2 separate regions of the Mus musculus genome follow, and region 1 is linked to region 2. The links are chromatin contacts, called in public HiChIP or PLAC-seq maps. All regions are on one chromosome and are shown on one strand. The core of a region is the stretch at or near the end of the contact, and the rest is flanking DNA. Distances in the headings are between cores, read along the strand shown. Region 1 overlaps Evi5 (ecotropic viral integration site 5). Region 2 has its middle 7.1 kb from the start of Gfi1.

What was found. HiChIP or PLAC-seq counts read pairs in DNA pulled down with a chosen protein or histone mark.
Region 1: a contact with region 2 is called in a CTCF HiChIP or PLAC-seq map of CD8 T cells, with 5 read pairs. The contact joins two enhancer-like sites. A contact is called at or near these places in 1 of 15 datasets of contacts at CTCF or cohesin (CD8 T cells), 4 of 484 Hi-C or Micro-C datasets (the P5424 cell line, embryonic stem cells and myeloid progenitors), 7 of 115 datasets of contacts at active chromatin or transcription factors (CD8 T cells, the SCID.adh cell line, embryonic stem cells and 2 more) and 1 of 9 other capture datasets (adipose tissue).

What each region holds. Positions count from the first base shown.
Region 1 is chr5:107,838,767-107,842,756 of GRCm38.p6, reverse strand. Evi5 (ecotropic viral integration site 5) reads left to right here. Exons shown (of 20, transcript NM_001378824.1): 2 at 457-686. The coding sequence starts at 538. Among named protein-coding and RNA genes, the nearest start is that of Ube2d2b, 11 kb to the right of the region's middle. Within about 2 kb of position 1,941, at least 71 of the 459 cell types and tissues checked have an H3K27ac peak or open chromatin away from gene starts, as enhancers often do. A contact at or near this core is called in CD8 T cells, the P5424 cell line and the SCID.adh cell line, where this site is marked.
Region 2 is chr5:107,729,314-107,733,621 of GRCm38.p6, reverse strand. No RefSeq gene overlaps it. Among named protein-coding and RNA genes, the nearest start is that of Gfi1, 7.1 kb to the right of the region's middle. RefSeq lists an enhancer at 890-3,041. Within about 2 kb of position 2,126, at least 16 of the 459 cell types and tissues checked have an H3K27ac peak or open chromatin away from gene starts, as enhancers often do. A contact at or near this core is called in CD8 T cells, the P5424 cell line and the SCID.adh cell line, where this site is marked.

The DNA.
Region 1 (3,990 bases), core at 692-3,191, 110 kb before region 2:
CTGTGCGTTCAGGCTGGGCTTCACTGTATAGCTTGGAAAACACTGTCTGGTTTGTTGATGTTGGAAGCACATAGTAGAGATAAACAGCTCCCAGCCTGGAGAGGTGGCTGTGAGTTAAGAGCATTTGCTGTTTCTCTGGGAACCTGAGCTTGGTTCCTAGCATTTGCATGGCATCACACAGCTGTGTAAAACTCTGGTTTCAGCATCTGACACTGTCTTCTGGCTTCTGAGGACAATTGGCATGGGTATGGTGTATATACATACATGTAGGCAAACATAAAATAAAAACAAATAGATCTAAAAAAATTAGTTTCAAAGTCTGAATGTTAGAATAATAGCTAAACCAGGTTTAATCCCCATCACCTCAGTGATTTTTAAGTACAACTTAGCAGGATCACCAAGTTTGTGGTAATGACTGAAATAAAACTAAAATATGCTTTTTGTTCTTGCCCTTAGGTGGCGACAGACAAGGTGGCAGAAAAGCTGAGTTCTACTCTCTCATGGGTGAAGAACACAGTATCGCATACAGTCAGTCAGATGGCCAGTCAGGTGGCAAGTCCATCTGCCTCACTACACACTACATCCTCATCTACCACACTGTCAACACCAACACAGTCACCATCTTCCCCATCAAAGTTGAGTCCAGACGACTTAGAACTCCTGGCTAAGCTGGAGGAACAAAACAGGTGAGTGCAATTGCTGGACATTTCTCTTGATTATCATACAAACCAAACGTCCGCCTAAGAATGCTTGTTTCCTTGTTTCTGGGGTGTTGTTTATCAGAATTATGTAACATACAGCTTCATGCATTGCCTGAGGACATTTGTTTAAGACTAAGATATGCTTTAGCTAATAGCACTCCCCATTCCTTTCTTAGCATTTTTGACTCTAAATCCTTCATGAATTTTATGAATTATTAGGGCAAAACTAATTTTTAAAAGTGTTTTAGAGCTGAGGAGTGAACCCCGAGGCCGTGCATGCTAGGCGGGCGCTCCCTTACTGACCTGTGTTCTCAGTCCCCCTTCTTATTGTAAACTTTCTAAGTAGTTTCCTTTGGTTAAAATATAAAATAATTCAGTCAAGTCTAGGTATCTGATTTTATTTTAGAGTGAGAAATCCTATAGAAGCCAAAGTGTCCCATTCCCATAAGAGCAAGACAGGAATTATTTCCTTAGTTAGGAATCCTGGTTCTGTTTTCTTTGAACTCATTAGAGATGAGTGTTGGTGCAGTCCTACGATCTGAGCACTCAACAAGGCAGAGCCAAACTCTGAGCTTGAGGCCAGCTTGGTCTATATAGTGAGTTCCAGGAGTCTCTGGACCATCATCTTCAACAGAAAGTAGGGAACAGCAGCTCTTTGTGCCTGGTCACGGTACAGTGCTATAGCTCTAAGGGTAAAGGATAAGTTTTTTTTTTTTTGTTTTTGCTTTTGTTTTTTTTGTTTGTTTGTTTGTTTTTTTTTTTTTTTTTTTTTTTTTTGAGACAGGGTTTCTCTGTATAGCCCTGGCTGTCCTGGAACTCACTCTGTAGACCAGGCTGGCCTCAAACTCAGAAATCTGCCTGCCTCTGCCTCCCGAGTGCTGGCATTAAAGTGCACCACCACTGCCCTGCATTGTTTGGTTTTCTTGAGACAGAGTTTTTCTCTGTAGAAACTGTCTGCTGTTTCTGCCTGTCCTGGAACTCAGTCTATAGACCAGGCTATAGACTTTGAACTCATAGAGATCCAGCTGCCTCTGTCTCCTAAGTAGTGGGATCAAAGGTGTGCGCCACTACCACCTGGCCGACAATTGGTCCTGACATATCTTCTTTGATTATTAAAGTTCGTGTTCATGTTCATGGCTAGGGTCATGGAAATTCCAAATGTGTTGTCAATGCAGATGTCACTGTTGTGGGGTAGAGGCTGAGAAGTGTCTAAGCAAACCAAAGTAGAGTTAAGACAAGATGTGGTTACCTTCATCACTTTAGTTGTGATCAAACATTTGGGTCTCCTGTAGCCCAGGCTGAGGGAGATCTTGAACTTCCTGTTCTCCTGCCTTTTATCTGGTGAGTGCTGGTGCTACAGGCGGTGCACCACACACAGTTTATGTGGTGCTGGAGATTGAATCAAGAGCATTGTGTGCTAGGCAAGCACTCTACCAACTGAGCTACAGCCCTAGACCATGATCATGGCTTTGAATTTTAGCCATTCTGGTAGGTATTGATACTACATGGTTTTATTTTGCTTTACTTTCACTTTATTTATTTATTTATTTTTTGGTCTTTTGAGATAGGATCTTTTGTTTGACCTGAAACTCACTGTGTAGCTGAGGAGGATGCTGCTATCTCCCAAGTTCTGGGGTTACAGGCATGTGCCACCATGTCTGGCAATAATGCATTAAAAAAAAAAAAAAGAATGATTTACTTTTTAAAAAAATAAATCTTTTTAATTAATTAATTTATTTATTTATTATATGCAAGTACACTGTAGCTGTCTTCAGACACTCCAGAAGAAGAAGTCAGAGCCACCATGTGGTTTCTGGGAATTGAACTCAGGACCTGTGGAAGAGCAGTTAGTGCTCTTTACTGAGCCATGTATCCAGTCCCCAAGAATTATTGACTTTTAAGTATATGAGTGTTTGCAGGCATACATGTCTGACCATCATGGGTGCCTAGTAGCTGCAGAAGTCAGAAGAGGGTGCTGGATTCCCTAGAGCTGGACTTACAGGTGGTTATGAGTTGTCACGTGGGTGCTGGGAACCTGGGTCCTCTGTAAGAACAGCGAGTGCTGTTAACTTCTGAGCCATCTCTCTAGCCCCAGTAGTGCATGTGGACTCATTTGTTTTTCTACTGATGTTCATGTATTCTTATTACATGTTTGCTTGTTGTCTGCACATATCTTTTGCTGTTGCTTTTTAGAGGCAGGGTTTCAATAGATAGCTTTGGCTGACTTGGAACTCACAGTATAGACCAGGCTGGCCTTGAACTCAGACATCCACCTGCTGCTGCTTTACCAGGGCTAAGAGTGAAGGCAGGTACAACTATGCCTGGATTATCTTTGATTTTACAAATTTATGTTGTTTGCTTTAGTGTATCTGAGAATTCTTTTTTTTTTTAATTATTTTTATTTGATCTTGTGGGTATAGGTGTTTTGCCTGCATATATACATATCATATATGCATGCCTGGTGCCCATGGAGGCCAGAAGAAGGCATTGGATCCCCTGGAACTTGAGTTAGAGATAGTTAAGAGCCATTGTGTAGATCCTGGTAACCAAAATCAGCTTCTCTGGAAGAGTAGTTGGTGCTCTTAACTGCTGAGTCATCTCTCCAGCCACTGTTTTGAGAATTCTTTAAGATGCAAATTTGTTCTCAGGAGGTTGATTTTCATATCTTCCTTTTCCATTGGCGTTTGTCATTCTCCTAAAATATCTTTTGAGGAATAGAAGTTGTGTATGTGTGTGCATGTGTGTACAAATGGATGTGGGTGTGTGTTCAACATGGATGTAAGTGCATGTGTGAAGGTAGAGGCCAGAGATTTATGCTGAATGTCTTCTCTGTTGCTTTCCACTGTGCTTTTTGGGTCAGTGTCTCCTTGAACCTGAAGCTCATTGATTATCTGGCTAGCAAGTTCCAGGGACCTGCCTGTCAGTGTTCTCCCTCTCACACCCTCCACTGGGGTTACAGGCAGTGGCTCCATGCCCAGCTTTTCCGTGGGGCAGATGATCCAAACACAGATGTGACCTCATCGTGTTTGCACAGGAAGTGCCTTATTGACTGAGCCACCTCCTTCAGCACCTAGATTCTACAGCACCTACAGTTCTGATGAAGTACCAGCTTAAAGATTGACCTCCAGGGACTGTGCATTCAGTGACCATAGATCATACAAAATATCTTCTATATATTCTTATAGTTTTACTTTATTGATGTTAAAAGAGATGGCACCTCACTGGATTGCTAGCTGCCCCCCATACTTCTGGATTCAAGTGATTTTTATTAAATTTGCTTGTATGTGAT
Region 2 (4,308 bases), core at 877-3,376:
GGGAAAGTTCGGCCCCTTTAATGACAAGAGAAATACAAATCAAAACTACATTGAAAATCTCTTTCACTCTGATTACAATGGCTGCCATCAAGATAACAAAAACAAGAAAAATACTGGCAAGCATTTCCTTTAGGAACCAGGAACACTTAGGACTATTGGTCGGAGTGTGGATTAGCTTACCTGCTGTGGAATTCAGTATGGAGGTGCCTCCACAAACTAAAACAGAACTACCTTAGGATCCAGCCATACCATTCCTGCAAATACGTCAGAAGCAATAAAAGCTATCGCACAACAGAGACGCCCACACACACATGCTTATTGATCCAACGTCCACAGTAGCCAATTGTGGAATTGGTGTGGGTGTTCATCGATGAGTTAAAAAAAATGTGTTAGAATTTTACCATGGAATACTACTCAGTCGTAAAGAGGACTAAAACTGTGTCACATGCAGAAAGGTGGATGGAACGGGAGATAATTACATTAGGCAAATGGAACTACAGTTAGAAAACAAGCATTTCTGTTTTCTTTCACATGTGGAATCACGACATAAAGGCAAAAGGGAGATTATGTGGGAAGAGGAAGGGACCAATGGGGGCTAAGAGAGAACAGCAGGTATAGGAATATGATCCAAGTATATTATGTACAGGTATATGTGTGTGTGTGTGTGTGTGTGTGTGTGTGTGTGTGTGTGTAAATGTCACGAGGCTCATAAAAATAGAAAAAGGAATATTTAAATTCTACTTTCAAACAAACTCAAGTACAATTTTTAAAAGTCACAGTATAATTTGGAGTGGATAAAAGAGGCAGACAGACAGACAGACAGAGATTATAACCTCCTGGTAACAATAAAATCACAGCATATCATCAAGATGGACAATGATTTAATATAGCCAGAGCGTGGGAGATAAGCACCCGGGTGTTTTTATAAAGACCACACTTCAAAATGTCCCTGGTTTACTAACATGGTGGAAATGGATGTAGATGGGTGTATGTTTTAAATTTTCTTTTCTCTTTGAAAATGTTTTACTGGTGTTCAGGATGTGCTTGCCTAGTGCTCAAAGAGTTCTGGGTTCAATGTCCAGTACCACACAAAGCCAAGCATGGTGGTGCATGCCTGCAATCCCACCCGAAGGTAGACGCAGGAGGATCAGAAGTTTATGGTCATACTCAGGCACACAGCGTATCTAATGGCAGCCTGGGCTTCAGAAGACCTTGTTGGAAAAATGTGAAGAAAATAAAAGTTTGTTTGTTTGTTTATTTTTCAAAGAAAGTAACAAAGAGAATGTTTATCAGCCCTGCTGCTTCAGGGACTTTAGTGCTATTATTTTCTGACCTCCTGTTGAGAGTAGACCAAAGAAACCTGCACTGCTGGGGTGGCGGGTCTTTGGGAGAGGGGAGAAAAGACTATCTCCTCCTAGTTTCAGCTCCCTTCACATCTCTCTCTGCCAGCTTAAAGCTCAAAGCTTTTCCACTCCAGTGCAAAGAGATGAGATTTTGAATCAACAGAATTTGTTGGACTTAAATGTCATTTTAATTTTTTAACTGATCTAGAAAAGCACAAAGGTGCACGTGTTTCTGGGGCAGCATGTGTGTGTCAATATGCAAACCTGGGCTAATTAGACCACTTCACTTCACTGAAACAGAAACCACTAGATTCCCTGTGAATCCCTCTCTTCAGGAGGCCATGGGGGCAGGGAGCACCCCTACATCTGTGGGGGCACTGGACCCCCTAAGTTCCTCTACTCCAGGATTCCCTTCTGAAGGCCAGCTCGGGGCATGGAAAGATTACCAGGGCTGGTCCCCAGCTTCACCTCAGAGTTCCCAGAACCCCTAGGTTCTACCTCCCTCTAGATACTGGGTCAGACATTCCTTCCAGAGCTGGGTTTTGTGAGTAATTTTTAAAAGTTATGATACATAGACTCTTTCATTTAGAATAAAGTGTTTCACCTAACATCCTGTAGGAAGTGATGAAACTAAAAAGAAAAATAAACGCATTTTCTCTTTCTCTCGTTACTTTTTCCATTCACTAAATAAAATTGACTTTTTTTTTTCCATGAGAGTTCACACTGGGTCTGTCTCAGTAAGAGTCACACTGTTCAGCCCACACACGCTGTGATATGTTATTTACTCATTCTCTTCTCAGGAACCACTCTCACATGTGAACCCTGAATACCAGCTCCCTCCCTCTTCAGATCTGTGAAATCTGTCCTGTAAAAACGAACATCTTAGTGATACTATATTTTATAAAGTGGTGCAATTTTAACATGCCAGCCAGAAAAGGATCATTAAAGGAAGATAACATTTTCTTTGTGTTTAGAAGATTCTTAGCATTAATATATGAGAGGGTCTCGCTCAGCCTGGTGTCTGGTCAAACGATACCAGCCCTTGAGATTGACTGCTCAAGGATCATCAGCAGTTCTGAAGACAGTTTGGTCTACAGAGCAGCTTCCAGCACTACTAGGGCTACTTAGTAAAAACTTGTCTTAAAAAAAGGAGCTGGCAGAGCTCTGTTATACAAACGAATTTTAAGATTTATAAATGGGAAAAGCTAAGATTTATCAGCAAATAAAAGCTAATGCTAGGGGCTGAAGAGATGGCTCAGTGGTTAAGAGCACTAGCTACTCTTCCAGAGGTCCTGGTTTCAATTCCTAGCAACCATATGGTGGCTCCAAACATCTGTAATGGGATCTGATGCTCTCTTTTGGTGTTCATGAAGACAGAGCTCTCATGTGTATATAAAATGAATAAATAAATCTTTTTTTAAAGTTGATTCTGTGTAACAGAGGACAAAAGGGAACAAGGGAGAGAAGTTCTAAGATGGCTCAGTGGGTGAAAATATTTGATACTCTGAAGGTATTCCATACACACAGGAGAGGCAGGAGTCTCTCATGTACGCACACAGGGTGGAGTCTCCCATACACACATACAAGTCTCTTATGAACACAAATGGGGAGAGTCATGTACACACACAGGGGTTGGGTCTCTCATGAACACACATGGGGGTGGGGCCTCTCATGTACACACACTGGGTCTCTTGTGTGTATACACATGGGGGGCTCTTTTGAATACACACAGGAGTCTCTCCTGAACCCACACACAGATGGAGTCACAGGGGTGGGGACTCTCACGAACACACATTGGGGGAGAACCATGGAGTACAGTAAAACGTTTTAAGAGAGGCAGGTTTTACTCATAGTGGACATAGTATGTCAATTTGTTTGTTGCTGAATTTCTCCTTAACTTACTCTCAGGCTTTTGTGTTGCCTATTGACATGAGTGATGGCCATCAAATCATACTTTGACTGATGTCATTATTTGAATATTGTTTTGATCAGTTGCTACTCATAAAAGGAAGATTTTTATTTTAATTGTATATTTGGGGGTGAGCATTTGGAAGTCAGTTATCTCCTTCCCCACCTAAGTTCCTGGAGATTGAACTCTGGCTGTGGGGTTTGCTGGCCAGCACATTTACCCATTGCCCAGAGATAATTACTTATCTCATTGGCAAGTTCAGATGTCACACAATTATCACTTTGTATTTGTTTGAATTTAAATATTTTAGAAAAAAAAAAGCACTCCTTCTTCTTTCCTCTGCACTCACTAAGATGATTCCTCCAAAGATAAAAATCAAATAGACTTATATTTTTTAATACCAGAAAAATACTGTGACATGACAGGGTGTGTCCACTGTTCTAAAGAACACTTCTACTAAAATAAAGACCAGTTCTACAATGGCCCCTTCCAGTCTTTTTAGCTATTTATTGATATGAATTCCCTGCCTTATGTATCATCCAGGATTCTACCTAAAATAGTTCCAATAAGTATCAAGGACCACTCAAATATTCACTATTGGACTTAGAAGCTCCACTCTTAAAAATAGATTCTATAGAAAGAGCCTGAAATGGGGGCATGAAATGGGTCCATCTCCAGCGTCACGCACACATGAACAAAGAAAAGGAGGAAATGGTGTTAAGAAAACTTACATCATACTATTTAAAAATAAGGAGGAAGGAGGGAGGAAGAGAAAGAGAGAAAGCTCAATGCTTAGGCAAGAGTGCTTAAGAAAATTACAGTTAACAGATCATTTACAGCATTTAAAATGGCAAAAGATTATTATAATTCTAAAAATGTATTTTGCTGACATAAAACATTATACATACAATAATAATACTATGTAGTGTTTTAATGTCGTGATTTTCCCCCCTGAAGTAAAGTTTACTATAGAAAGTATGTGTTCTATAAAATAAATATGCTATCAAAAACAATAAACAATTATAGCTATGATTTTTTAAAAAAGTTATAGCTATG